Regions from separate parts of the Triticum aestivum genome. Here region 1 is linked to region 2. The links are chromatin contacts, called in public Hi-C maps. All regions are on one chromosome and are shown on one strand. Each heading gives the region's core, a stretch centred on a gene start, on an enhancer-like site or on the middle of the called end of the contact. The rest is flanking DNA. Distances are from core to core; before and after follow the strand shown.

What was found. Hi-C and Micro-C count contacts between places; a contact is called where the count stands out from the background.
Region 1: a contact with region 2 is called in a Hi-C map of leaf, with 6 times the contacts expected there. The contact joins the promoter of LOC123180726 here to the promoter of LOC123180725 in region 2. A contact is called at or near these places in 2 of 5 Hi-C or Micro-C datasets (both in leaf).

What each region holds. Positions count from the first base shown.
Region 1 is chr1D:126,739,433-126,746,833 of IWGSC CS RefSeq v2.1, forward strand. LOC123180726 (protein ALP1-like) reads left to right here and starts at 3,935. Exons shown (of 1, transcript XM_044592843.1): 1 at 3,935-5,775. The coding sequence starts at 4,096. The coding sequence ends at 5,532. LOC123180727 reads right to left here. Exons shown (of 4, transcript XM_044592844.1): 3 at 7,127-7,330; 4 at 5,700-6,113. The coding sequence ends at 6,025.
Region 2 is chr1D:126,160,945-126,168,075 of IWGSC CS RefSeq v2.1, forward strand. It overlaps LOC123180725 (serine/threonine-protein kinase 38-like), which reads right to left and starts at 1,674. Exons shown (of 13, transcript XM_044592841.1): 1 at 1,362-1,674. The coding sequence starts at 1,519.

The DNA of each region.
Region 1 (7,401 bases), core at 2,685-5,184, 580 kb after region 2:
CATCTCCTTTGGCACGCATAAGGTCACGAAGCTCAAATAGACAATCATCAAATTTAGGATCACTAGGTTTCATCTTATGAAAAGCAATGGACTTTTGAAGAATCTCATCTAGATCTTTCAAGGAATAGTTTGGAAAGCGCTCCTCAAGATATCTCCATATAGTATAAGCACATTCAAATGTAGGCGAGCATACAAGCAAATTTCTAGGCAATCCTCTCATGATAAGATCAATAGTTCTAAGATTGCGGGTCATGTCAAGATACTCATCGGGGGTAGGATGCAAGGGATCAATAGGAGGCACACAATGGCTAGTAATGTACTTTTTCAAATTATATTCATTGAAAATCTGAAGCATCTCATTTTTCCAAGCACTATAGAACTCTCCGTCAAGCATAAACACTCTACGTCTCCCAATCATAGACTCATCCATCTTCCTCCAATGGTGATTAAATCAAAGCAATGGAGACCAATTCTCTGATACCAATTGAAAGGATCGAGAAGAGGTGTCTAGAGGGGGGTGATTAGACCCTCACCAAGAAAAAATAGCAATTTTTAAGTTCTTCAAGTTGAGGTGGAGTTTTAACACAAGTTTAAGCATTCACAATACATTTCAAGCAAGCATGGCAAGAGTATGAGCAGCGGAAAGAGGAAAGCATGCTAATTGCAAGAAAGTAAAGGGATGGGATTGGAGTGTGCAAACGCAATGTAGACACAGAGATTTTTGGCATGGTTATGATAGGTGGTGCCATCGTACATCCACGTTGATGGAGACTTCAACCCACTCGGTATCCTTATCCAAGGGTAATGGTTGCGCGAGTCCATGGAGGGCTCCACCCACGAAGGGTCCACGAAGAAGCAACCTTGTCTATCCCACCATGGCCATCGCCCATGAAGGACTTGCCTCACTCGGGTAGATCTTCACGAAGTAGGCGATCTCCTTGCCCTTACAAAATCCTTGCTTCAACTCCACAATCTTGCCCTAACCAATCGAGGAGACACCACTCTCCAAAAGGTAATAGATGGTGTGATGATGATGAACTCCTTACTCTTGTGCTTCAAATGATAGTCTCCCCAACACTCAACTCTCTCACACAAATTTGGCTATGATGAATAGATGATTTGAGTGGAAAGCAACTTGGGGAAGGCTAGAGATCAAGATTCTTGTGATTGGATTGGATAGTCTTGGTCTCAACACATGAGTAGGTGGTTCTCTCTCAGAAAATGAGTAGTGGAAGTGTAGGCACGTTCTGATGGATCTCTCTCAAATGGAGAAGGGGGTGGAGGGGTATATATAGCCTCCACACAAATCAACCGTTACACACATTTGACCCAACTCGGTCAGACCGAATAGAAGAACTCGGTGAGACCGATTTAGTTCAAAATGTGAACGTTAGGAATATAGGTGGGATCGACTGGATCAACTCGGTGGGACCGATGTGCTAGGGCTTAGGGCAAACATCAAATTGGTGGCACCGATTGCACCAACTCGGTTAGACCGAAGTGAAGCAATAAGGCAACAGAGAGGATGTCAAGCAAGTTCGGTGGGACCGATTGCACATTTCGGTGAGACCGAAATAATTACAATAGGCAACAGAGAGTTTGCAAGGCCATCTCGGTGAGACCGAGATCCGTATCGGTGTGACCGAGTTGTCTAGGGTTTCTGGCAGTGGCTATGTCAAAAGAACTCGCTGGTGCCAGATAGATAAAATCTGTGAGGCCGAGTTTGACTTTGGGTTTTGGATAAATGTGGAAATGAGAAAGTGGCCGAGGGTTTTGGAGCAATATCACTAAGCACTTTGAGAAAGTAGACCATTAAGCAACACCTCATCCCCTTTTAATAGTATTGGCTTTCCTATGGACTCAATGTGATTTTGGATCACTAAAATGAAAATGAAGAGTCTTGAGCTTTTGCCAATATGTGTCCTTAGCATTTTGAAGGTTCCACATCCTCTTGTCCTTGCCATGCCATTGTTGAACTGGTCTGAAATACACTAGGCAAAGGTATTAGTCTAACAAGATATATGTTGTCATTAATTACCAAAATCACCCAGGGAGCACTTGTGCTTTCAATCTCCCCCTTTTTGGTAATTGATAGGGGTGGAAACGAATCGGATGCGGATGGGATCGTACTCTTAGCACTTCCGTTTTCATATTTTCAAAACGAATACGGATGTTATCGGATACGGATGTGGCTCGAATATTATTCGAATACGGATACATATCGGATGTTTTCTTTATTCGGAACGGATACGAATAATATCGACATATTGCTTAAGTAAATTAGTCAATAGGTATGTGACATGCAATAATCAACTTGTGGCATACAATAAGTCAATGATAAATACATTTATGAATAAATACTACTGTAATGCACAATAATTTCTAAGTTTAATCATATAAAGAGTAAAATTTGACCACTTATTTGGCTTTTATGTTGGATAATTGGAATATTGGGGCTAGAACTTTAAAAATTACATCCCATAATCTTATTCGGATACGGATATATCCACTTCCATATCCATATTTGTGTCAAAATCTCCTACCATATTTTATTTTTTATTTGTTTAATAAATTCGGATACGGATAATTTCCATTTCCATTTTGGTTCGGATGCGGACGTTTTGGATACGAATAGCATTTTCTCGAATACGAATATCGGATATTTCGGATTATCCGCTACCACTTTCCACCCCTAGTAATTGATGACAACATACATCAAACCTTTAGATAACGATATGAAGAGTAACAAGTAAAGCTTTGGAAAGACATGTAACATGCATAGGCTTCCCTTACATGTATGCAATCATGTAAAGATAGAATATAAGAACATGTGAATACATAAGCATGTCAGAGCAAGCAATGAGTTAAATGTGTCTTTGCTATATGCATCAGAGCAAATAATGTAGATAAAAGGAAGTGTACCTTCATGTTCATAAATTCACTAGTAGGATGATAGAAGACACTACGGTGGATTAGAGCATGTCATAAAGCACATGAAGAGGGGGTCTATTCATGCCACTGGCAGGGCGTACCCATGTTCAGCTTCCTGGCGCACAAGACACCACGTGCAAAATTGATTCCATGGTAATTTTGTGTATAGTATAGTGTGTGACACCCTGTTTTTAGATATAAAGCTTGTGTGATTTTACACTGGGACGATCATTTTTTCTCTGGCTCTACCCCTGGCCACTGGCCAGCATCCGTCAACTCACCAGGACCTTTGTTGCGCCTTTGCTGGTTCATTGCTCTTTTGAGGTGAAGTTTGTTTTTTTCACCCGTTGCAACGCACTGACATTTGTGTTAGTAGTTAAATAAAAAGAAGAGCATGCCGTCACAAAAACTTGACCGCAACATTTTTTAATCCGGAAAAGAAAAACATTACGGTAATCCGCTTCTTTCTAGAACCACAAGGCGAGTAGTTTTGTAGTGTTCCCGCAAAAAAAAAAGAGTAGTTTTGTAGTGCACGGTGGCGATCCGGTTGACGCGTAGGCACCCATAGAAAAAGACTAGCCGGCCATACAATCCAGGGGTCGTGACAAAAGAAACCCGCGGAAAGAGAAAGAGCCGTCACGGACCGGTCAGTCCACCACTCCACACGGCAGTACGGCCAGGCAGCCCCCAAATCAGTCCACCACACCACAGACGATATTTTCCTTCCCATTTTCCCCTCTATAATAGAACCCCGTTTCGGTGGGACCCGGCAGCGAATCGCAGCCCACCACTCTAGCAGCTCTACTCGGCTCGGCCACTCGCTTTCCTCCCCCCTCCGTTCTCCCCACCCGCGTACGCCGCGGTACAACGCCACACACGCGGGCGAGCGACGGCCTTCCGCGCGCCTTCTCCGCCTCATAATTTTAGTCTCCCGTCACGCGTACCGCGTCCCCAGCTCCCCCCGCGGCCCCATACCTATATATGACTTCGCCCCCGCGCTTCATCACACCTCAACCATCTCCTCCTCCTCCTCCTCCTCGTCGATCATATATCCTCCTCATCCCGCGTCTCACTGAAGCACCCGACTGCCAGTACTGTACTTCGGAGTGCCGCCGCCGATCGAGCTAGCTCCGCCAGCCAAGACTCGACGAGACCGATCGGATCATGAGCACCTACCTCACGCCCTTCACCCCTCTTCCATCGCTCTTCGACGGCCCAGCAGCTGCCGACGACCACTCCTCCCTCCTCGCCTTCCTCATGAACGACGACCTCGCCGCCGCGCCCGACGTCTTCCCTTACTACGGCGGCGCCGAGGCCGCGCCAGCCTTCTTCGGACACGCCGCCGCGCCGTTGCCACCGCCGGCCGCGGCGCCACCAGCGGAAATGACTGGTCAAGGAAGGAAGCGCGGCTTCGTCCCCGCGGGAGACGACGGCTCGTCGCGGCCGCCGGCGGTCAGGAGGAAGGTGCAGGGCTCGCCGCCCACCTCGCCTGCCCACAGCGGCGGCGACGCAGCGCCAGCGGCAAGGAGCGGGGGCCGGCGGGTGTGGGTGAGGGAGCGGAGCACGGAGTGGTGGGACCGCCTCAGCGGCCCGGCGTGCCCGGACGCCGAGTTCCGCCAGGCCTTCCGCATGTCGCGCGCCACCTTCGACGCGCTCTGCGACGAGCTCAGCGCCGCCGTCGCCAAGGAGGACACCGCGCTGCGCGCTGCCATACCCGTGCACCAGCGCGTCGCGGTCTGCCTCTGGCGCCTCGCCACCGGGGAGCCCCTCCGCGAGGTCTCCCGCCGCTTCGGTCTCGGCATCTCCACCTGCCACAACATCGTCCTCCAGGTCTGCGCCGCCCTCACCGCCGTCCTCCTGCCCAAGGCCGTCCGCTGGCCACTGGAATCCCCCGCCGCCAGGTTCCAGGCCCTGTCCGGGTTCCCCGGCGTCGTCGGCTCCGTGTACACCGACCACATCCCCATCGGCCCACCCAAGGACAACGTGGCCGAGTACTACAACCGCCGCCTCACGGAGCGGAACAACAAGGCCTCCTACTCCGTCGCCGTGCAGGCCGTCGTGGACGCTGACGGCGCCTTCACAGACGTGTGCATCGGCCTCCCTGGCTCGCTGTCCGACGCCGCCGTGCTCGAGAGGTCCGCGCTGCACGCCCGCTGCGAGACCGGCATGCTCGGAGACGACCAGTGCCGGCTGGTGGGCGGCGCGAGCTACCCGCTCACGGACTGGATGCTCGTGCCGTACGCGCACCAGAACCTGACATGGGCGCAGCACGCCTTCAACGAGCGCATCGCCGCCGCGCGCGCAGCAGCACAGGGCGCCTTCCAGAGGCTCAAGGGGCGGTGGCGCTGCCTGCAGCGCCGCACCGAGCCCAAGCTGCCGGACCTCCACAACATGATCGGTGCCTGCTGCGTGCTGCACAACTTCTGCGAACGCAGCGGCGAGGAGCTCGACGCCGACTTCCAGTCCGAACTCTCCCAGCAGGACGACGCCGACGTGGTCGCCGCTGCCAATCCAGTGCTGTCCGCAGCGGCCGACAAGGAGCGGGACAGGATTGCTCACGACCTCCTCCATGGCGGCCACCCCAGCGTTACATTCCTCTAGGGGTCTGTTCACCATGTCAAAACGCGGGCTTCTGTAATGTGATGAGCTACTGATCTTCCATGAAAGCATAGGAAGAATCCCAGTTCAGGACATACAGCTTTCGGATGGGATTAGGATTATTTTTTTCATGCTTGTTCCAAGAGATATTTAGAAGGCACTGACAATGATATCAGAAAACGTAGCGCATTCAAATCTGATGTAAGTATCATAATGTGGAAGGAATTTACAATATTCATTTGTCCATACCCATGTCATTCAGTAATACTCAATCACTACTACAGACCAAATTGGCTAACATTTTAAATGCCAGTTTATCATCATGTGATAGATACATCTCAATTTCTTGACTGGTATGTACAAGGCACAAGCAGAATTGCCCCAGCCAGATCTTGTTTGCTAGACAGCAAGACCTGCAACAAGGTCTTGGATACAGTAATCTTACAAGCACCATTCTGTGAGGTGTGTTCTAGTTGGAAATTTGACTCTCACTTGTTACACTTGTGTAAATTCCAACGCGTTTCCATCCGGGTCTCGTGCAAAGATCGCTGGTCGCCCGGATTTGCTGAGCGTGTAGCTGATTCCTGCATCATGGTCAAGGTGTAGAAGGTCATTGTGTTGTCGGACAATGGACAATAGAGAAATTTTGTGAGGCTAATTACAATCCAGCATAATGAATTGCAAAAGTGCAATGCAACATTATAAAGTCATAGTAGGTGCCGCGGTAATGTCAACTAAGAGAATTAAGTTCTATCATAAAACATGGAACAGTGAGTCTTTTTGTTCTCATGTCAAAGAGATGGGAATGTAGGTGCTAAAGTCATGTGGACATAATATGCTCGAGATCCATAGAAATCAATTGACCAGTCTTTTAAAAGATTATCTGATCAACATCACTGTTCAAGTGTTGAATCAACTATAACATCAGACCGCACTTTTGACACCTTTCAACAATTTCTACAGAATGGTTATTTTAAATCCAGGACAGGTTTTTCCAGAGTCAAGACACCTATAACTTTACCCTCAGAGGTTTTGATTGCCATGTCTGTCACACAAATAGCCTGACTACGGCAACACTTACAAATTTAGGCAGAACCATAACATACTATGGATAACTTCACTCTATTAACAGTAATTTACAGATACAGTTGAGACAATGAATATGTATATCTCTGCAACCATATCTACCAAGGCAAGCGCCATCCTGCAGTTTTATAAGTTCGATTTTTAGTACTTGTACTACCAATCCATGGGTTTTCATGGGTCACTTTAGAATTTAATACTCCCTCCGATCCATATTACTTGCCACACACTTAATACAACTTTGTACTGAAGTTGTACTAAGTGGGTCACAAGTAATATGAATCTGAGGGAGTTTTTTTTTATCCATGAGTAAGTATACAGATCCTTGTGGAGCTTGTGTGTTTAGTTGTTGAATTGTTGAAACTTTGTGCTACTCACCGCAGTAATGTAAGGTTAAATGCTCTACTAGCGGTTACCGTTATTGGTGGCAAGTAGAGGAAAAATGTATGTGCACACTGTAGCCAGTGTCTGTTGTACACAGCAGAAAAAAAATAGAGTTGGAATTCAGATATACCAGCTTTGTCAAAGATTTCTTTCAACTTCAAGACATCTCTGATTGCTATACAGGTATGACGATCACGCCCACCATGCTCTGGGCGTCCTGTCAGTGGATCTGGATTTGGCAGCTCCATCAAGTGGATCATCTCAGAACCAACCCAGAGCCAAGCACCTCTGTACGGAAGCTTGTCATTTGGCCTAGCAGGATTCACCTTAAGACCTGAATGATCAACAGTATCATTTTACTTTATAAGCAGTGCATATACATGTGAAACATATACAACTCGCAGA
Region 2 (7,131 bases), core at 424-2,923:
TTTGCAGCCGGAATGGGTGCCCGACTTGGAGATGCCCTAAAACCCAACTTACAGCATGTCTGAGCATACCAACAGGCAAACCACCCCCAAAAAGTACAGAAGACAGCACTAGTGAGCATGGAGCAAGAAACTCAGGTCTGCACGCTGCAAACACCAATATGTCAAGACAAATTCTCCACATAAACAATCAGACAACACAAGCCCCTGTTTTCTTCTAGCTACAATCCAAGAACCTCATTGACAAAGGATGCTCAGCTCAACGGGAGCAATGAGCAACAATTCAATCCAATTAACAGATACTCTCTCCGTCCCATAATGTAAGATGTTTTTTGACACTACACTAGAGTCGAAAAACGTCTTACATTATGGGACGGAGAGAGTAACTATCAACCATCCAAAATCCCTCAGCGAATCAGCTCGCCCCAACCTACACCGTAATTGCACGTCCCAAAGTTCAAAGATAGGCCGGTTCTTCTCGTGGCTGGCCATGCGGAACCGTTGCTGGACTTCAGACGCGCGCCGAGGACTCCCACACCAAACTACGTGCCCATTTTGCAACCAACAGGTCGAAACAATCAACCACATCCTCCTCACATGTGTCTTTGCGAGAACCTGTGGCTATGGATTTGGAGCGCTTGCGACGAGCCAAACCAAACTCCAGTGGCGGACGTGGAGTTGGTGGAGTGGTGCACCACGCGGGTTGCGGCTCAATGCTCACCAAGAGACCTAAAGGCGATTATCACGCTTTGCTTATGGGAACTTTGGGAACACTGTAACACCATAGTGTTCGACGGCGCATCCCCATCCCATCAACTAGCCTTGCGGAACATTAATCTTGAAGGACGGACACGGAAATCAGCGGGTCTACTAACTTTGAGTTTTTCTTCGGTGGTCTGAGTAGGCAGGCTAGCCGCGAGTAATCCCATAGTGATGTAACTATCTTGTGGTGGCTAGTGAGAGCCTTGTAAATCGGTTGTAAACCTTGTGGAGGTTTCTTGATTTCTTCACCCCTTTCTTCTGTAATACTCCCTCCTGTCTCAAAATAAGTGTCCGAGCTCACTTATTTTGGGACGGATGGAGTATATGATATGCACACTCATGCATATTCTAGAAAAGAAAAGGTTCAAAGATGGAGTAGCTCACAGTATAATCTACAGCCACAGTCTAGAACAAACTACCCTAAAAGTCGCCGAATTACAAGCTAGACATGCAGCGGAAACTACAGAGGACAAAAGTATAAACCCCCGAATCGCTGAGATATCCCCAATCCCTCGATCATCCCGACCCCCCGAGATCCAGGTACACCCGCACGCGGCCGAATAGACAAAATCGGGAGTTTCGGGACGGGAGGCCGGCGGTACCTCTCGTTGCGCTCCCGGAGATTCTTCATGCGCTCGCGGTAGTCGTTCTCGATGATCTTCTTCGCAGCCGCGACGCGCTCCATGGTGCGGCTGGACCCCACCGCCTCCTCCGCCAGCGGCTGGCTCCGGCCACCGCGCGCCGCCGTCTCGCTCTCCATGCTAACGCGCACGCCCGCCCGCGGCCCCGCGACCCGGCTCTGCTTCTCGCTGTCGCGAACTCGAAATTCTTTTAAAATTGTTTTCTCTCTTGGTAGTGCTAGTATGGTTTCTCTTTTGGCTTCGCCGACGCGGCTGCTTCTTGTTTGGTTAGTTTGAGGTTAGAGTTGAATAACCTGGTCTTTTTTAGTGGAGGACTACAGGCTGGAGACAGCTTTTCTTTCCTTTTTTTTAATATAATAATAATAATAAAACAGGCTGGAGACAGCTAGTGAGTAAATGGAGCACACCGAGCTTTATGGCAATTTTACACGATTGATTCGGAAGAAAAGGCAATTTTGCAGATACTATTCTATCTTTTCTTTTCGTGAAACACAATACCCATTGTGGCTCGGGAGGATTAGACATCGCCAACCGCACGCCCGGAAAAGTTGGATCGCTTGAGGCGATCAAGGAGGCGACTAAGGGTCCCTTGCGTGCCGTCGGTGACGCCGCCGGTTCCCTCTCTCTCCGTCGGCCGCTCCAACGGCGGGAGGGAGGGGGAACCTCGGGTCTGTTCACTAGGTGGGTATGTGGTAGGGTTAGGGTTGAGGGAGACGCTGCCGAGGCCGTTGCGGTGGTGTCACGTCGGAATAAGTTTCTCCGGGCTCCGTTCGCGGTTAGGCGAGGCTTTTGCCTTCGTCTAGGAGCCAGCGGTGTTGGGGATCCCCGGATCTCGTTGAGGTCGTGGGCTATGGTGGTTGGAGGTCCATCGGCACTGGCTGTTTGGATCCTCAGATGGGCGATGGAGGTAGGGAGACGAAGACCTTTCTTCTTCCTTGTTGGTACGATTTGTTGTTGCTGTTCTTCTCCTTCCTCTGCGCTGATGCTGGTGGGAGATCCTGCTTTGCCCGGGCGGATGGCCTGGCCGTGGTGCTGGACCGGTCGGATGACTCAAGTTCTCTTCCTTCCGGAAGGGACACTTTTTGCGGTACTCAAAGCCAAAAATGGCGACGGCTGTTGCAGGTGTGTTGGATTGATGTCCATGCCCTCTTAGCACTGGTGTCAAAAAAGGAGGAAGCAGCGTGGCAATTGTACCGTGGTCAAAGATGGTGACCTGTTTGCGACTGGTTGCAGATCCTTCTGCTGCAGGGGTCTTCTCTCAAGATTCAGGGATGATGACACAGGGCTCCAGAGATCTTCTTGTGTTATGGTTGTCTTAGGGTACTCTAGGTGTTCATGGTCCTTTGCTTTTGCGTTTCAGTGTGCTTGTAAGGGTCACCTACTATGTACTGATTCGTGATTTGAATGAACAATTTCTAAAAAAAAACACAATACCCATTGTATTTTAGTTTATTATAAATAGCAAGAGGGCAAGGAAAGACCCGATTACATTAGATACTTCCGCAAGGACCTGTTAAGGGCATGTCTAGATGTGTCCTAATTATTGCATATCTAAGTGATTTGATCAAGTATAAAAAAAGAAAAGAAAAAGAAATATCTGCATGTCTTGTTAAATCAAGGGATTTCTATTTATGTGCCCCCGGTTGCTTAGTTGTGCTCACTTTTGCCAAGACAACTAACTTTGCTTACTTTTGTCCTCCCCTCCACCACCAGCTCACAAAAGCCCGAACGTTGCACTATCGTCCGATCAAAGTCTTTGACCGTTACCTCCCGACTAGTTTTTTGTGTGTGTCTCCTCCTAACTAGATGGGTCGCCTGATATCCTGACATGTGGGGCGGGGGCAATTTACTTCAGGTGGGGCCTAGGCAGGTGGACGTCTCTCTCTCTCTCTCTCCACATTTCGAACAGCCCGTACCCGAGCCGTTCCCCACACAATCGTCGCTGCCACCGATAGCCGACGGAGCGACCGAAGAAAGGTTGCACCGTACGTACCCCTCCCTCCCCCCCCCGAACCCCTACCCACCCAGCACACCACCATCTCCCAATCTAGCCTGTAATCGACAGGAACCCTCGCCCACGGTGCACTGATCCGCTGCGTTCTGTGCCCCAGGCTTGTACTGGCTCAAGGGGATCTGGAGGGTGGACTTGCGGCAACAGATTGAGCTTCATAGGCTTGGGCAATGTCGAGGGACACCGGCCTCCATACCATCGACCGTGGGGAGGATTGGGGCGAACTAGGAGCAGCAGAGGACTCATGGATTCCGACTGGATAAGCCTCGAACCCCTTGAAATGTGTGATCTAACTCGATAATGTGCCTAGTATTAATTTGACCAATGGGCGCGTGAATTTCTGCCTACTTGACTAAATTATTGCCTGCCTAAGTATAGGATTGATCGAGCGCTTGCGTTTCGGCTCGCAGTTATAATGGAAACTAGCATCGTGCGGGGTACAAAAGCGCATCATTTGTCTGGATTTTGCTATCCAAAGGTAGTAGAAACAATTATTTCCTTTAAAGATTTATGCAACTCCCTCTGTTCTGATTATCCTTGGAGCCAAGCCGATGTTGTTGAACTGAAATATTTTGATAGTAGTGAGCAAAAGTTTGTGCCGCTAACGTGCGACAAGCATGTATAAAATCTTCTTGCTTTAATGCTCTCAGCCGTTTCGATAAAATTCAAATCAACGTACTTTGGCCTCCAAAAGAATGGGAAAAGGAAAGGGTGCGACACCTGATAACTCTGCTAATAGTGAGTGGTCCCGCACTCCTCGTAGATCAGGACCTGCTAAACCTAGTAGCAGTGAAAGCCGGACGAGTGATGTAGTGGGTGTAGAAGATGATGCACAGCCTGATGAGCCAGTGCCTCGTAACGATGACGAGGATGAGAGGATGTACCCTGAATTGGTTGATGAATTCAGCAAACAAGCAATGCAGGATTAATGCCCGGAGGAGCCAGTCGGCCCTGCTAGATTTGATGACACTGATATGAAGAGAAGGAAGAGAATGTTGACATGATGGTTCCAGATGAATACGCCGGTGAGGACATGCCAACAATTGCGTGGGACAGGAATGATCCTAAACTTACCCAAGGAACAATACTTGAATTGATGATGGACTGTCGAAATGCACTGACTACATACTGCATTCTCACTCAAAATGATTTTGTGATTGACAAGAGTGAACCCAGAAGATTGATGGTTCGCTATCCATATGAGAGGTGTAGGTAGAGGTTACATGCCTCCTGTATGCGTACAAGTAAATATAATTTTCATGTTAAATTGAACGCACATACGCACACTTGCCCACCTATAGGGGGGGAAGATCCAAACAACAAAATTAACAAAAACTAGGTGAGTGGCAGATGCAATCATGGATTGGCTTAGAGAGACACCAACACTTGGTCCTACAACACTATACAAGTTGTTGTTTGAGAAGTATAAGATGAGCATACCGTACATGTGGATTGTTTTATGCAAAGGAAATGGCTCTTGACGGAATTAATGGTCCATGAGATGATGGTTTTGCTTTGTTGTACACCTACAAAGCTGAAGTGGAGATGGCAAGTCCAGGCAGTGTTGTAGAGCTTGACAAGCATATTGTACAATACAAAATTAGGGGGAAGACATTTGAGAAGGAATGTTTCAGGAGGGCTTTTGTTTGTTTCAAGGGCTTGCTGGAAGGGGTTTCTAGATGGTTGCATGCCTTATTTCGTTGTGGATGCAACAACATTAGATGGATGATTTAGGGGACAACTAACAGATGCTTGTGTACTTGATGCACACAACTGGCTTTTCCCAATGGCATATGGTGTGTTGGAGATGGAGTCGGAGAAAAGTTGGGTGTGGTTTTTGAAGAATTTGCGCAACAATTTGTTGGGGAACGTAGCAATAATTCAAAAAAATCCCTACGTGTCACCAAGACCAATCTAGGAGATGCTAGCAACGAGAGAGAGGGAGTGCATCTTCATACCCTTGAAGATCGCTAAGCGGAAGCGTTACAAGAACGCGGTTGATGGAGTCGTACTCGCGGCGATTCAAATCGCGGAAGATCCGATCTAGTGCCGAACGGACGGCGCCTCCGCGTTCAACACACGTACAACCCGGGGATGTCTCCTCCTTCTTGATCTAGTAAGGGGAGAGGAGAAGTTGAGGGAGAACTCCAGCAGCACGACGGCATGGTGGCAATGGAGCTCGTGGTTCTCCGGCAGAGCTTCGCTAAGCACTACGGAGGAGGAGGAGGAGTTGGAGGAGGAGAGGGCTGCGCCAGGCAAGGGGTGCGGCTGCCCTCTCTCTCCCTCACTATATATAGGGGAAAGGGGGTAGGGGGCCGGCCCCTCTAGATGGATCTAGAGGAGGAGGAGGCGGCCAGGGGAAACCCTAGATGGGTTTGGGCGCCCCCACCCCCTAGGACACTTGCCCCCCAAGCCGGGAGGGGCGGCTGCCCTAGGGGTGGCGCCCCCACCTCTCCTGGTTATCTGAGAGGGGTTGGGAGGGGCGCACAACCCCTTAGTGGGCTGGTGTGCCCCCTCCCCTTGGCCCATAAGGCCCCCCAACGCTTGCCGGGGCCTCCGAAACACCTTTCGGTCACGTTGGTCGTCACCTGGTACTCCCAGAACAATTCCGGACTCCAATACCCTTCGTCCGATATATCGATCTTCACCTCCGGACCACTCCGGAGTTCCTCGTAACGTCCGGGATCTCATCCGGGACTCCGAACAACCTTCGGTAACCACATACTATTTCCCATAACAACTCTAGCGTCACCGAACCTTAAGTGTGTAGACCCTACGGGTTCGGGAACCATGCAGACATGACCGAGACGTTCTCCGGCCAATAACCAACAGCGGGATCTGGATACCCATGTTGGCTCCCACATGTTCCACGATGATCTCATCGGATGAACCACGATGTCGGGGATTCAATCAATCCCGTATACAATTCCCTTTGTCTATCGGTATGTTACTTGCCCGAGATTCGATCGTCGGTATCCCAATACCTCGTTCAATCTCGTTACCGGCAAGTCTCTTTACTCGTTCCGTAACGCATGATCCCGTGGCTAACTCCTTAGTCACATTGAGCTCATTATGATGATGCATTACCGAGTGGGCCCAGAGATACCTCTCCGTCATACGGAGTGACAAATCCCAGTCTCGATTCGTGCCAACCCAACAGACACTTTCGGAGATACCTGTAGTGCACCTTTATAGCCACCCAGTTACGTTGTGACGTTTGGTACACCCAAAGCATTCCTACGGTATCCGGGAGTTGCACAATCTCATGGTCTAAGGAAATGATACTTGACATTAGAAAAGCTCTTAGCAAACGAACTACACGATCTTGTGCTATGCTTAGGATTGGGTCTTGTCCATCACATCATTCTCCTAATGATGTGATCCCGTTATCAATGACATCCAATGTCCATGGTCAGGAAACCATAACCATCTATTGATCAACGAGCTAGTCAACTAGAGGCTTACTAGGGACATGTTGTGGTCTATGTATTCACACATGTATTACGGTTTCCAGTTAATACAATTATAGCATGAACAATAGACAATTATCATGAACAAGGAAATACAATAATAACCATTTTATTATTGCCTCTAGGGCATATTTCCAACAGTCTCCCACTTGCACTAGAGTCAATAATCTAGTTCACATCACTATGTGATTGTAATGAATCCAACACCCATGGGGTTTGTTCATATCTCGCTTGTGAGAGAGGTTATTAG